Regions from separate parts of the Gossypium hirsutum genome. Here region 1 is linked to region 2. A link is a contact called in public Hi-C data. All regions are on one chromosome and are shown on one strand. The core of a region is the stretch at or near the end of the contact, and the rest is flanking DNA. Distances in the headings are between cores, read along the strand shown. Region 1 holds the start of TRNAN-GUU (transfer RNA asparagine (anticodon GUU)). Region 2 holds the start of LOC107915533 (aspartyl protease AED3).

The links. A called contact is a pair of places that touch in the nucleus more often than the background predicts.
Region 1: a contact with region 2 is called in a Hi-C map of leaf, with 1.7 times the contacts expected there. The contact joins the enhancer-like site here to the promoter of LOC107915533 in region 2. A contact is called at or near these places in 8 of 34 Hi-C or Micro-C datasets (anther, hypocotyl, leaf and 2 more).

The regions. Positions count from the first base shown.
Region 1 is chrD10:56,417,254-56,424,669 of Gossypium_hirsutum_v2.1, forward strand. It overlaps TRNAN-GUU (transfer RNA asparagine (anticodon GUU)), which reads right to left and starts at 7,293; the gene lies at 7,220-7,293. Within about 2 kb of position 1,443, at least 1 of the 9 cell types and tissues checked has an H3K27ac peak or open chromatin away from gene starts, as enhancers often do. A contact at or near this core is called in leaf, where this site is marked.
Region 2 is chrD10:56,275,167-56,282,357 of Gossypium_hirsutum_v2.1, forward strand. LOC107915533 (aspartyl protease AED3) reads left to right here and starts at 2,594. Exons shown (of 3, transcript XM_041103356.1): 1 at 2,594-3,185; 2 at 3,363-3,837; 3 at 3,927-4,477. The coding sequence starts at 2,628. The coding sequence ends at 4,267. It overlaps LOC107915154 (a long non-coding RNA gene), which reads right to left. Exons shown (of 2, transcript XR_001689208.2): 2 at 6,660-7,191.

The DNA of each region.
Region 1 (7,416 bases), core at 193-2,692, 140 kb after region 2:
GTTTAAATTAGAATAAAACGTAATTCAAGTTAAATATGAAGTGTAATTCAATATTATTAGACTGTTCTTTTAAAAATATATATTTAGTTTCAATATAATAGAATAAATAATAGTTTAAATCACATAATTCAACATTAATTTAAAATATAATTTAATATTTATCAAAATTTATCTATTCAAAAGTTTAGTTTTAATGTAATAATAAAAACATTTTCCATGTTTAAGGAAGAAATAATATAAAATAATAAAACTTTTCTTCTTTAAATATATGATTTTTTTTTTGAATTAAAAGAAGAGGGAAAAGTCCTAATCGCAACGCGACTAACACGACTCAAACTAAAATCACACTTGGGACAGTAAACCCTTGACCATCAGCCAACACATAGATTTCAGATATTTGAATAATTTAAATTACAATGAAATGTAATTCAAGATGAATATAAAAGTATAATTCAACATTGTGATTTTAATGTATTAATAGTTATCAAATTAAGTATTAAATTTAAATTTAATGTAAAAAATATTAGTTTTAATTTTTGAAATCCACTTCAAAAAAATAATTTTTAACATTTCATATGTAAAATATATTTTTTAATACATAATAAAAAATTAACTAAAGACAAATAAAGATAATTAAAATTAAATTATATATAAACAAACCGAAATTCAACTTCCCAAAAAAATTAAAATGAAATCTAATAAACATATTTAAATGTTCTCAATCTTGATCTTCTTCTTTAATCTATTCTCCTCGTCATCATCCTCTTTCTTGATGTTTTCTTCGATCTATCATCCTTGTCGCCATCTTCAATCAAAATTGGTTCTTGAATTTTAGCACAACATAATTAAACATCAAAGCTTGAATTTTAGTTCCATGATATTTAAAAATTAAAATAGTAAAAAGTGAATAAAAATAAAATATAAATAACTCAAAACAACCTCATGTTTGATTAAATTGATTTTCCATCACATTCTAGTGTCTTTTTAACGTTAGCAAGGGAACCTAATAAATAATACCAGAAAGGATTTTGTTTTCCTAGCTTATTTTAAATTCCACTTGAAAGTGTTAAAATATTTATAAAGCTCAATTTACTTTTACTTGGCATATAACTGTAACACTAGTTAAGTGACAATTAATCTAAAACGATAATCATAAATTAAATATTAAGATGAAATTAATATATAAAAAAATAATTTAGTAATATAATAAAAAATTTCAAAAAAATTTGCTAGCAAAGATATACTAATTATTGCAATAATATTGTTTACCATATATACAACTAGCGTTGTTGAATTAAAGTGGGTTGCACAGAATTCTAAAACAAGAAAAGCCGGTAAATATACTACACATGGAAGAATTGGCAAGTTGCTGTAATAGCTCAGTTGGTTAGAGTGTGTGGCTGTTAACCATAAGGTCGGAGGTTCAAGCCCTCCTTCTAGCGTTTCACATGTACTTTTATGGTTTAATTTGAAACCCAACTCGACCCAATATCAAAACTGACCCAACCCAATGCTAAAGGAAAACAAAAGGGCAATTTACCAATAAAAGCCCTTTTTTTTTAAAAATTACTGAAATGGGCCAATTATTTAATTATTTACCGGAATGGTCTATTTTCCGCAAAATCGCGTCTACGTCAGCGCGATGTCAGGGTACGCGCTAGGAAATCGCGTCCATGTCAGCGTGAGTTGCTAACGTGGAAGCAAATTGCTCCCTCTAGGACGCGATTTGCTGACGTGGAAGCAAATTGCTCCCTCTAGGACGCGATTTGCTGACGTGGGATGAACAGTTTATGTTTTTTAGCTTGGAAAACTTTGAAAAGCCATAACTTTTCGCTCGGTTGTCCGATTGAGACGTTTTTTTTTATTTCGAATAACTTTTCGAGATGTACTCGTTGACAAATAGCCGAAGGCGGTTTGGCGCATTTTTCGTCAAAAAAGATCATTTTTTACCTCTAAATTTTGATTTTTTCGGTTTAAAATTAAATTTTGAAACATTCAAATCATTATTTTCCTTATTTATTTGAAGTAAACACCGGATTTTTTTTACAGAAACTCAATGGACAGCAATCAAACGAATTCTCTTATACTTGAAAAACACTATAAATTATGGCCTATGAATCAATTGCCAATTTTAAACCATTTTTAGCATATATGCAGATGCAGATTGGGCTAGGGACCCAACAAATTGTGCTTCCACCATTGGGTATATTCTTTTCTTTAGGCACACTTCTATTAGTTGATTGCTGGAAAAACAACCAACTATAGTCAGGTCCTCGACTGAAGTTGAATATAGGGTTGCTGCTACTAAAACATTTTGGGTGTTTCATCTTTTGCAAGAACTTCAAGTCCCTTTTTCTCGCACTATTCAATTTTTTTCTAATAATTTGGGCCCACATATTATTGTCAACAACTTGTTATGCATAGAAATATGAAGCACATCGTAACCGATCTTCACTTTATCTAAGATCACATTGACTGGAAAACTTTCAATGTCAATCAACCTTACCCAAACTTGCCTTTGTTCATCAACTTTCCAAGTTAGGTGTTGTTCCACAACCCCCAAACTTGAGGGGGCATATTAATGATAGAGCTTGACCAAGTCTTCCTTTGTTAGTTTTTATCTCTTTTTAAAATTTGAATTTATATTTTTTTTAATTTTATCATCTTTTGTTGTTATTTGAATAACTGATCTTATCTTAGTTAACTTTCTTTTCTTTCTTTTTTTTTTTGATAAAATATCTTAGTTCACTTTCTACATGCAAAAATAGGGCCTATTATCAATTAATTTTTTATTCCTTCCTCTTATCCTTTACAAAACCTTATAATTTCAAGAATTCGTATGTAATTACGGATGAAAACGAGGTTAAAAAGGTTTTAAAATATCATTTGAGGCTCAATTACGTAACTTGTAACCCAAGTATCAATGCACAGGTTGTGGGTATCGATGCATTGGCTAAATTTTAAAAAATCAGCTTTGATGGTTTGAAGTATTGATACTCCAAAGGCTTGTATTGATACTTGAGCACATGTATTAGTGCTAGGGGAACCATGTATTGATGCTTGACATCGAGTATCGATGCTCGGGGTTAGGTATCAGTACTTGCCTCCCCCTTTTTTGAAAGCTTCGCTATTAACTTCGAAAGTATCAACACTTTGAGTCTATGTATTAATACCCAACCTAAGAGATACTGATTCCTAAGCTTGAGTTTCCAATACTTATGCCTGAAAATGCAATTTTCAATTATTAACACATTCCAACACCTTTAGTTACATATACCAAACGTACATAACATGCTATAACACTTAAACCATCAAATTTAACATATTAAAACAAGGAAAAAGCACATTTACAAAGTACCAAGAAACAATTGTTATGCAAAATGACTATTTAAGTAAAATTTGAAACAATATAGCTCAAATTGTAATGACCCAGTTCTGGGCAGTATAAAAAAATGCGATTTCGAAACATCATTTTTTGAACCCGGTTTGTTGCTACCTTGGCGTAATCCTGGCATCATCACTCCTGGCCTGCTCTCTCACCAAACTACTTGAAACATAAATGTAACACTTTTAAGTTCAGGAGAACTTGGTGAGAATTAAAATAGAACATTTTGGTGGATACTTTTATAATATCAAGTGAACATTTGTGCACCAACTACCATTCTTAACTTCTTACTTCTGTTTCGGCGAATACTATCACAATTTCAGGCTAACACTTACTCTCCAACTATCATACTCTTAGCGCATTAGTTCTCTCATAACTTCCTGACTGTCTTAAGTTCTTTCCAGACATTTCATTAATCTCTTCTTTCTCTTAAAACCATGAGAGTTCTTTTCAAAGATATATGCCTTCCAAGCCCACTTCGTACAAACTATCTCTTCACACATACACTTATTTCAGGACGTGTATTCAAAAATACAAATCGTTAGCAGATACTTATGCAAAATTTAATATCACCAATATACTAAATTATTTTCTTGTTTGATACCCTACAAGCTTACACTAATAATGAACTATACAAACCATTTAGATGAATCTACTCAGGATACCAATAACTCAGACTCCTTGTGATTTCAGAAGAAAACATGATACAACTCAAATATGGCGGATACCAAAAACTCAAACTCTAGCTCTATATAACGCAGACAACTCATTTTGATAGATTCTTATGTCTTTAATATCTATGAATACACCCAATTTCAAAACCAAAAGATTACCGTGGCGAATATTATTGTACATACAAATGCTTTAAGACTTATTCGATTATATCACATATTTAATTCAACAAACCAGCTTCGAATGTATCTTAACTCTATCATAGCAATATCTATTATAGAACATTCATAATTTATCTAGAACTTGCCAAAAGAATGAATAATCAACATTCTACCATACAAACTTAGTATAGTACAACACGAGGGCCAAACGAAATATTCCACGAAGGTAACATATAGAATACACCACAAAGGCAACATACAACCTCACATGTTTATTGTCTTGATAGGCTTTTACAAGAGGTACCATGGGTTTCTCCCTTATGGACTTATGCATAAATTCTTGTATCGTGATCTGTCATATTGATATACACATAATCGAAGGCTACATCATGAACATTCATACAATCATATCTTGCTATAGGTCTCAACCACATTGACTTACACACATTCATGTATCGTGATCTACTAGTCCAGTCTTCATCTTACTGGATGCTACACTATAAATGTTTTCATATCATACGATGTCATGGGTCTCAACCTCATGGTTTTACTCTTATTTTCATATCGTGATCTACTAGTCTAGTTAGCTATATAAATGCCCGACCAGAAGCATCACAAAGGGACATTTACTAAACATTTACTTACCCAGATTAGTTTCCATTCCTGACTGATTCATACTTTTTATATCAGACTTAACTGCATACTTATCATCCAACATTGTATTCAAACTGAACCTCATAATATCATCACAATACATACATCATGTTTACTATGCTCAAACATTTACCAATTATTAGTAATATCATGAATTTTATATATACTTCTACTTGAACAGTACACATGCAAGAGTTAGAATAGAGACTCACCTGATAGTCACCCACTGTAGCTCAAAGTTCCGGACCCAGACATTCTTCTCCAACTAGCAACAACAACTACTTAAGAACATAAATCCACTATCACAACCTTTATGCATTCAAATTACTTAACATCTAAACCGTATATAACGCTCATGCATGGTTTCATACTAACAACTTATTGTTCATATACCTCTTATAGACTTACTCTTTAAAAAATCAACATGCAGAGTAGTGATACTTACGCAAATATGGAATGATCACTAATTTACCCAAGAACTTTAGCTTCCAACTTGAGGAAGAAGAAATACAATTAGATTTGAGAAGAAGAAAGAACATAATGTAATATTGTAGAAATAATTCCCTTTTTTAGAAACCTTCTCACTCATATATATATCACCCCATCCCATTTAATGGAACTTAACAAGTGTCATATAGATTCAGAAGTTGTCTTTCTTAATGACCTATAATTTTCGAGAGAAACATAAATGAGAATTCTGCACAAGGGATATTAAATCAGTCAAACTAGTTGATTCCTACCCAGATTACTTTACAACCCAACTAACACCGTACTCAATCAACAAGGCGTACTATACATTTGGCGGTATCTCATACCATGACTATCTTTTTTCTTAGCACCCCATTTTCTCTTTAAATAGTAGAATAGTCTGAATTAGAATCTTCTCTTACTTAAACGAAAATTACAATACACAGTTCTTATTCGCTAAAAGAAACAATTAGGCAGATTACACTTCGCCAAAAAAAATTATTTCACTAGAACACGCCTAAATCTTGGATCCGCCGGACTTGGGGTGTGACAAAAAAATCTCAATTAACCGTATGTCATACTATATTACATGGGCTAGGACGCTTTGAAATGAGGAAATATTGACAGATTCTCTACAAACACTGGTGGTTTATCCACAAGTTTTACTGGTAGCTTTTATCTGCAAACCCTTTGTGTATTCACAACTACTGGTAGCATATTAACCTACAAACAATTGTGGTTTATCCACAATATTTAATGGCAGCTTTTATCTGTAAACCCATTGTGTATTCACAATTACTAGTAGCGTATTAACCTACAACACTTGTGGTTCATCCACAAGCAGGAGTGTCCGGGATATAAGAGTTCTGGGGAAACTCTTACAGTAGAATGTAGTGGTGGGATAGGACTTTTCTTTACTGTTAAATTGAATTGAATTACATTGGCACACATAAGCATGCTCGAATGTTTTGTCAATTACTACTATACTATATGATTGTTACTATATTGAATATTGTTGTTATATGCTTGGTTCCTTCATTTGCACTGATTTTCTTGTGATGGAACTCACACTGAGTGTTATAGGTCGCTCCCCATTTAATTTTCATCCTTACAGATAACCTACCAAGTTAATATGCGAAGTATGAGAAAGAGGGACTTGAAGTTCTTGCAAAAGATAAAACACCTAAAGTGTGCCCAAAGAAGAGAATATATCCAATGGTGGAAACACGATCTGTTGGGTCCCTATCCAAATCCGCATTTGCATATATGCTAAGAATGTTTTAATATTGGCAATTAATTCATAGGCCATAATTTACAGTGTTTTTCAAGTATCAAAGGATTCATTTGATTGCTTTCCAGTGAGTTTCTATAAGAGAGTGCATAAACTGAGAAAACTTTAATTGCTGCGATGAGGCAATTGGAGAGAGCACACATTTACCATCTTGCATATTTGTTTCAGTAACAACTTAAGTATATACTTGGGTTGGGTTAAGAACAAACTATTACTTGTCTGAAGAACTTTAATTCCAAAAAAAGAGAAAGACTTACCCATAGTCGGGTGCCAATTAACTTTTTTTCAAGACAATAATAACTCAACTAGAAATATAGATTATCTTTTAAATCAAAAAATAACTTTTAAAATAAATTTGTAATTTTTAAAAATATATAATATTAAAATAAGAACAGATGATTCACAGTAGCATGGGTGGTAATTGATTATGTTACTAATTTTGGAAAAATAATAAATTTGTTAATTTTCGTAAATTCCGATGTATGTAAAATATTGTTAATGTTTTGTTTTCCTTTAGTATTGGGTTGGGTCAGTTTTGATATTGGATCGAGTTGGGTTTCAAATTAAACCATAAAAATATGTGAGAAACGCTAGAAGGAGGGCTTGAACCTCCGACCTTGTGGTTAACAGCCACACGCTCTAACCAACTGAGCTATTCCAGCAACTTGCTGTGTTTTCCATGGGTATCCTATTTATTGGGCCTTCTTGTTTTATAATTCCGTGCAACCCACTTTAATTCAACAACGCCGGTTAAAGACCATATAAGTTTAAACAATATTATTGCA
Region 2 (7,191 bases), core at 1,344-3,843:
TAGTATTGAATTCGAATGAAAAAGATACTGTAGTTTCATTAAATTACTATAGTAAGATAATTTTATAGCTTAACTGCTAGGTAATGACTAATCTAATTCCTACAACTATCTATCAGTATCTTTTAAAATTAGTGTTGTGAGAAATGTTTATTAAAAGTGACTTTAAAATTTTTAATTTTTAATTTAAATATTTATGATATTTTAATAAGAATATAAAAAAATAATTTATGTTAATATTTTGATATATGAACTATAAATTTTAAATACTTGTAAGTAAACAATATTTTAGTACGATATTCGGCCAATTAAGTTTAAGAATAAGCCTTGTTTTCTCTTGAGTGGTGAGAGGTTTTTCTCAATCATGAGATTTGTTCCCCGATCTTTTTTTTGTTTTTCTTGTTCGCTTTGATTTTGTTTGATCAACTGATTGTGCCTCCGGATATATTTCAATGTAATAGATGAGGTTAGGTTTTCTTTTATTTTGTGTTGCAAATAAGCCTTTCAATCGCATAGGTGTTGTATATATTTTGAGGAATTTGTGGCCGAAGAGTGAAGTGCTTGTAATTAGGAGTTTAGAGGTTAATTTGTATAGCATTTCTTTTAGATTTGGAGAATTGATGAAGAGGCATTCTTTGATACTGAAACAATGGATGCCTAGATGTGTTGTTGGAGAGATTGATTTTAGTGAGGTTATTTTTTGGATTCAGCTACATAATGCTCTTTTATTAATGATGATGATGGCTAATGTTATAGTGATCAGTAGTAATTCTTTAGAGGGAGTAGTGCATAGTGAAAGATTAATAATTTTTTTTAATTTTTTTTTTTACGTATTAGGTTGGGCTTGAAGGTGGATAAGTCATTAGTTGATGGATTTTAAGTTTCTATGAGGGATAAGGAAAGGATAAGAGTATCGGGGAGGTGCTTCGAATGAGCTCCTCTTGGTCTTATTCTGGTCAAAGAGGTTGACTTGACTAAGTTTTTTAGGTAAAGTGGAACATATAATAATACAAAATAAATAGTAAGATATTTTTATTTTACTCAAAATTTGACATGCATAGTATACGTAAATAAAACATTAAATATGACTGTCAAAATATTAAAATATCAATCATCCAAAAAAGTTATAGAAATGTCTAATTTTAGACTAATGTAAATAGAGATTTCTCTTCAAAATATTTTATTATTATATTTTTTCGTTCAACAAAATATTATATAAAGTTTGAGATACTAAAAATTCATATTATTTAATTTGAACTACATTAGTACATTTTTATTTCATAGTTTGAATAAAATTAAGTTTTTGGTACATAATTAAATTAATTTTTATATCATGTTGAATTTATAGTCTCAAAAGCCGTAAGATTAGTTGACAATATTAAAAAGGAAATCACTATAATCTTTTTCCAATACGGGAATGCTTTGACAACAACACTGCACATCCCGCCTTTTATCCAACAAAAACATTTCAAAGACTTGGGATATTCTCCATCCATTAAGGTTTACATATAATTATATATTTTTATTAAAGCTTTACTTTAACTTATTTGAATAATGATTAAAAATATATTTGTAAAATAATCATGGGAGTTAGGTGAGACGGTAACGATTTCTCCTATTTTAACAAGTAGTTGAGGGTTCAATTATTGTCTTGAGTGTGGGACAGCTTTAAAACTCGTGGCTGACATCTATAGAATACGGAGGATTAATCTTGAGAAATAAAAATAAATTATATTATTTTTAGACTATTTTTATCGTTTTATATTCTTATGTATAGTGAATAATAAAAATAAAAAAACTATAGTTCTCACACCTTTAACTTTACGATTTTAACTAAAAGTTCATTTAACATATACATAAATTTTTTTCACTCAAATCGTGTAATTTTTTCAATACAATGCCCACTTCTACTTATAACCTTTTTTAATGCTTAAATAAAAATAAAAAATAAAAACTAGGCCCCTCTAAAATGAAAAATTTTCTATGTGGCCCCTTTAAAATTCTTAAAATTTTAAATTAGTAAAGGTAAAATTGTACTTTGACCTCCCTAAAATATAATAATTTAATTTAATTCTTTAAAAATGATAAAGATATAATCTATTAAAATAGTGGAATTGTATTTTATTTATTGCAAAAATTACAATTTAATTTCCTCTTAAAAAATTGATATGACTTCACCACAGCTTAAATGCATCCTCCAAATGGTTAGAATAACAAGGGTGCAACTCAGAGGGTAAAACAAATTTAGATAATTAACATGTAAATTCATAATATGGTTGTAAATAATGTAAAAGAGAAAGAAGAAAAGTAGGAGAATTAGATGGTGTTTCTGAGTAGAACTGGACAAAAGATCCATGGAATACAGTCTGTTACCAAAAACAACCCACTCAACTAATATCTCAATCTCCTAAATCATATCTACGTTATTTTATATTTTTAATTTAAGTGTAAATGAGTTGATACAATTTTTTTTTATGATAAATCATATTATTTTAAAAAATTATATATAAAATTTTTATCACTCCACCTACAACAGTGACGTAATTATTTCATATTATTTTTATATTTTAATTATTCCTTTTAATCTTAACAGGGTAAATGTGCAAAGTTGCCATAGTATACACTTAAACATGCTTCCCCAGTTATATATACGTTCACTCCCCACTCTATGTCTCAGCACCTCAACCTTCAAAGCAAATAAAACTTTGAATTATTCATACAAAACAATGAAAACCCACTTTTTTCCCCTGGTTTTTCTCCTCATTTTTTTCTTAGCCCAAGGTCTGAACCCCAAATGTGCCATCCAAGACCATGGCTCAAACCTGCAAGTGTTCCATGTTTACAGTCCATGCTCACCCTTCAAACCCTCAAAACCACTCTCATGGGAAGAGGATGTGCTGCAAACGCTAGCCAAGGACCAAGCCAGGGTGCAGTTTTTGTCCAGCCTGGTGGCTAAGAAATCTGTGGTGCCTATAGCTTCAGGCAGGCAGATTGTGCAAAGCCCAACTTACATTGTGAAGGCCAATATTGGAACCCCACCTCAGCCCATGCTTATGGCCATGGATACAAGCAGTGATGCTGCTTGGGTGCCTTGCACTGGCTGCATTGGCTGCTCTTCTACTGCTTTTGACTTTGCTAAATCCACCACTTTCAAGACCCTTGGCTGCCAAGCTGCTCAATGCAAGCAGGTAATTAAGCTGCCAAGCTTTCATATACTACCTGCTTAGCCACGCGCTTGGCTGGTTAAGTAATTGTATTTCATCATAAAGTTAGGAAGTCGGTACAATATGAAACATCACAGGTGTTTCGGTGCATCTTTAACGGATACCTTTTTAACATTTGCATCATGTGATAACTTTTTTCAGGTACCAAACCCCACTTGCGGCGGAAGCGCGTGCGCATTCAACATGACCTACGGTGGCTCAACCATAGCCGGTAACCTATCACAGGACACCATAACCTTAGCCACCGACCCAATCCCAAACTACACTTTCGGTTGCCTCCAAAAGACAGCAGGCAGCTCAGTGCCACCACAAGGTGTATTGGGCTTGGGCCGGGGCCCATTATCCCTCCTTTCCCAATCCCAAAATTTGTACCAATCAACATTTTCATATTGCTTGCCTAGCATTAGGTCACCTAACTTTTCTGGGTCATTGAGACTTGGACCAAGTGGGCAACCCGTGAGGATCAAATACACCCCGTTGCTTAAGAACCCTAGGAGGCCCTCACTTTATTACGTCAATTTGATTGGAATTAGGGTTGGAAGAAGGATTGTTGATATCCCACCAAGTGCCATTGCTTTCAATCCTTCCACTGGTGCTGGCACCATTATTGATTCTGGTAACGTGTCTTCGTAATTGGATCAGTCAATTAAATGAATTGAACTAAAGCATGATATGAATTGATTTAACCAGTGTATTTCAATTTAGGTACCGTCTTCACCCGGCTAGTTGAGCCAGCCTATGTAGCTGTCCGGGACGCATTCCGGAGACGAGTAAGGGTGGCGAACGTGACATCTCTGGGTGGGTTCGACACATGTTACTCGGTCCCAATCAATGCACCGACCATAACATTTATGTTTTCGGGCATGAACGTGACACTGCCACAAGAGAACCTACTGCTCCACAGCACAGCAGGCAGCATCACATGTCTTGCGATGGCATCGGCACCAGCGCTGAATGTGATCGCCAATATGCAGCAGCAGAACCATAGGGTGGTTTTCGATGTGCCAAATTCGAGGATGGGGGTCGCCCGTGAGCGATGTTCGTAAAAAGTGTGGGGTCTTTTTCTTCTAACTTTTGGGAAACAGTGTTGGTGTTGATTAAAAGCAGAATATATCTGATTAATAATGAAAGTAAAATTTTTGTAGTTATATATTACTTTGTACTGGAGGCTGGTCCTAGTCACGGGCTTTCCCTTACTTTTATTATGTCTTGTTTTTAGGTTTTAATATCCAAATTTTCGAATTCTGTTTCTATTATTATAATCGTGCTTTAACACAATCATAATTTTGGTTCAATCATGTTATAAAAAATTAGTTTTGTATTTAGTACGTCTAAATTTATATACTACGACTCCGTTTATTTGCCAGTAAAATAATTTCTAGAAATTGATTTACTTTTTTGGTGTTTGAATGAATCTGTGTAAAATATTTTCTGTTGTTTGGGAGATTTCCTAAAAATATTTTTCGAAAAAGTTGTTTTTACATATATTAATGAATTTAATATACATATTAATAAATATATATTTTAAATTATTTTTACATATATTGCAATGATTTATTTATAAATAAATAAATCAAATTAAATATATAATAATACTCAATTATTAAGCTAGAATATTAACCGTCATAAATTGAAAGCAACCAAAGTCAAATAAATTATTTATAATTGTGTTATAAAAAAATAAAAAACATAATTGTGTTATAAAAAAATAAAAAACAAGGATTGAATAATTATAAATTAGCTTCCAAACTACAATTAATACTAAAAATTAATATTATTTAAATGCATAATTAGTAGTACACCACATAATAACAATAACATTGTCCAAGTGCATAATTAATATTACACCACATAAAAGTATTCCTACTAAGAATATCACACAAATTAAAAAAAGCAATCGGTCTCATCCTTATCACTTCAATACAATGCTGGTCACCACTATATAAAATACTATTAATATGATTTTCTCTTTCATAATCTCGATTCACACGAGGGTGAGAAGCAATTTCCTTCCTAATTTTTAATTTTTTAATACAAAGAGCCCCCAAAGCTAAAACTGAAGCCAGGACTCCGACAATTATATTTTGATGTTGATTACGATTCATCTACACAAAATTATGCCACACAAATATTTGATCACTACAAAAAAAGATGCAAGGTTTTCATAAGATCACATATATGACTAAAAGTTACCATGACTAAAGTGCAAACATACATATCAAAAGCTAATTATAATTGCATTAATAATTTTTTGAGAAACTAAATGTTCCTGTTAAAAAAATATTTAATTTTATATTAAGATAATTTTTTGATGACTACAAAATATTTTCTGTTGTTTGACAGATTTCCTCAAAATCCTTTGAAACAGTTTCTCTTGCAAAGAACAAGGGAAAAGAGAGGAAATATTTATTAGTAGATACAATACCAGACGTAAACCAGGGACAAATGAAAACAATTATACAACTGAAAACGAAAGCAAAAGAAAGCCTGCAGCAATATTTTAAAATGAAGGGTTGCAATTAAAGCATTGCAGTGGGAAACATAGTAGGCTGAAGAACTAGGAAACTTTTTCCAGTTTTACTACAAACACAAAAAGGTATGCATGCTTGCTACAATCATCATTTTGCCTTTGAAGAAGCTATGACTGATCAGGGGAGCTCAAAGCATGCAGCTTCTAAATTGAGGGCTCATTGTGTTTTCAATATAGGTTCAGTTCCGAGGACAATTTTTATATCATGTGACTATCTTTCTAGAACATAATTATATGACCATTTTATCTTATTCTGTAAGCATAATAAAAACTTATGGCACATCGTAGTCGCAGTTTGGATTTAACCAGCTTCAGGATACCTGAAATAGTTGCTTTAAAGCAAAAGATTTTAAAAATTAATATCATAGTAACTTGCTAAATTTGAGAAAGTGACTAACCATTAATTATAATTTAACTTTTTCTATATATAAACTAAAATTACACTTTTTTTCCTTAAAAAAATTATATAATTATATTATTCTTGAATTTTAAAATTCTAATGTACTTTCTATTTCAAAAGCACTTTTAATTTTTTGCTTTTGAAAGCAAAAAACAAAAAAGAAGTATCAAAAGAAACAACCAAAACATTGCCTTTGTATTTTTTGTATTTATTTATTTATTTTCAAGTTTTTAAACAACAATAGCTCATCAAAAACTTGATAATTTTTTTAAGGTAATAAAGACTAAAGAACTTCATGCTGTGATCATGTGCTCAATACAGAGGTGAAGGCCATTCTGTTTAGCTTGGAGCTAGCAGCTGAATATCGACCTTCGAATGTAGTAGTGGAAAGTGATTATACGTTAGCAGTAACAGAGACAAATAGTTTGAGTCCTAGTTTTTGGGAGTGGAGTGGTTTACTTAATGATATTTTGGACTTGGTCTTGCTTTTGGGGTCATGTGTTTTTCACCACACTTTTCAGCTAGGACATCAGTTTTCCCATAATCTTACTAAGCTTGATTGTAATGTTGGGGAGGATTAAAGATAGTTGGGCTCAGCTAATTAATTTCTGTAATCCTAATTTATGGGATGACTAAAACACCTTACTGCCCTCCATAAAAAAAACCAACGAATAATCCATACACTAAATGCAAGTAATTCAACCAAGAACCATAAAGAGAAGGAAGCAGGGTGAAACCCAGAATTAGAAAAAGTACCCAATAATCCATTGAATGAAATGTATAGAAGGAGAATGCATGGAGAAATACAATTTACAAGAAAAATTGAATATTCGTTTGAGATCACATGTCTATTATATTTGGAACATATGTCCCAACTCCCAACAGTATATACATACATAGACATGGCTATTATAACTGAAATGTATAGAAGAAGAATGCATGGAGAAATACAATTTACAAGAAAATGAGATCACATGTCTATTATATTTGGAACATATGTCCCAACTCCCAACAGTATATACATACATATACATGGCTCA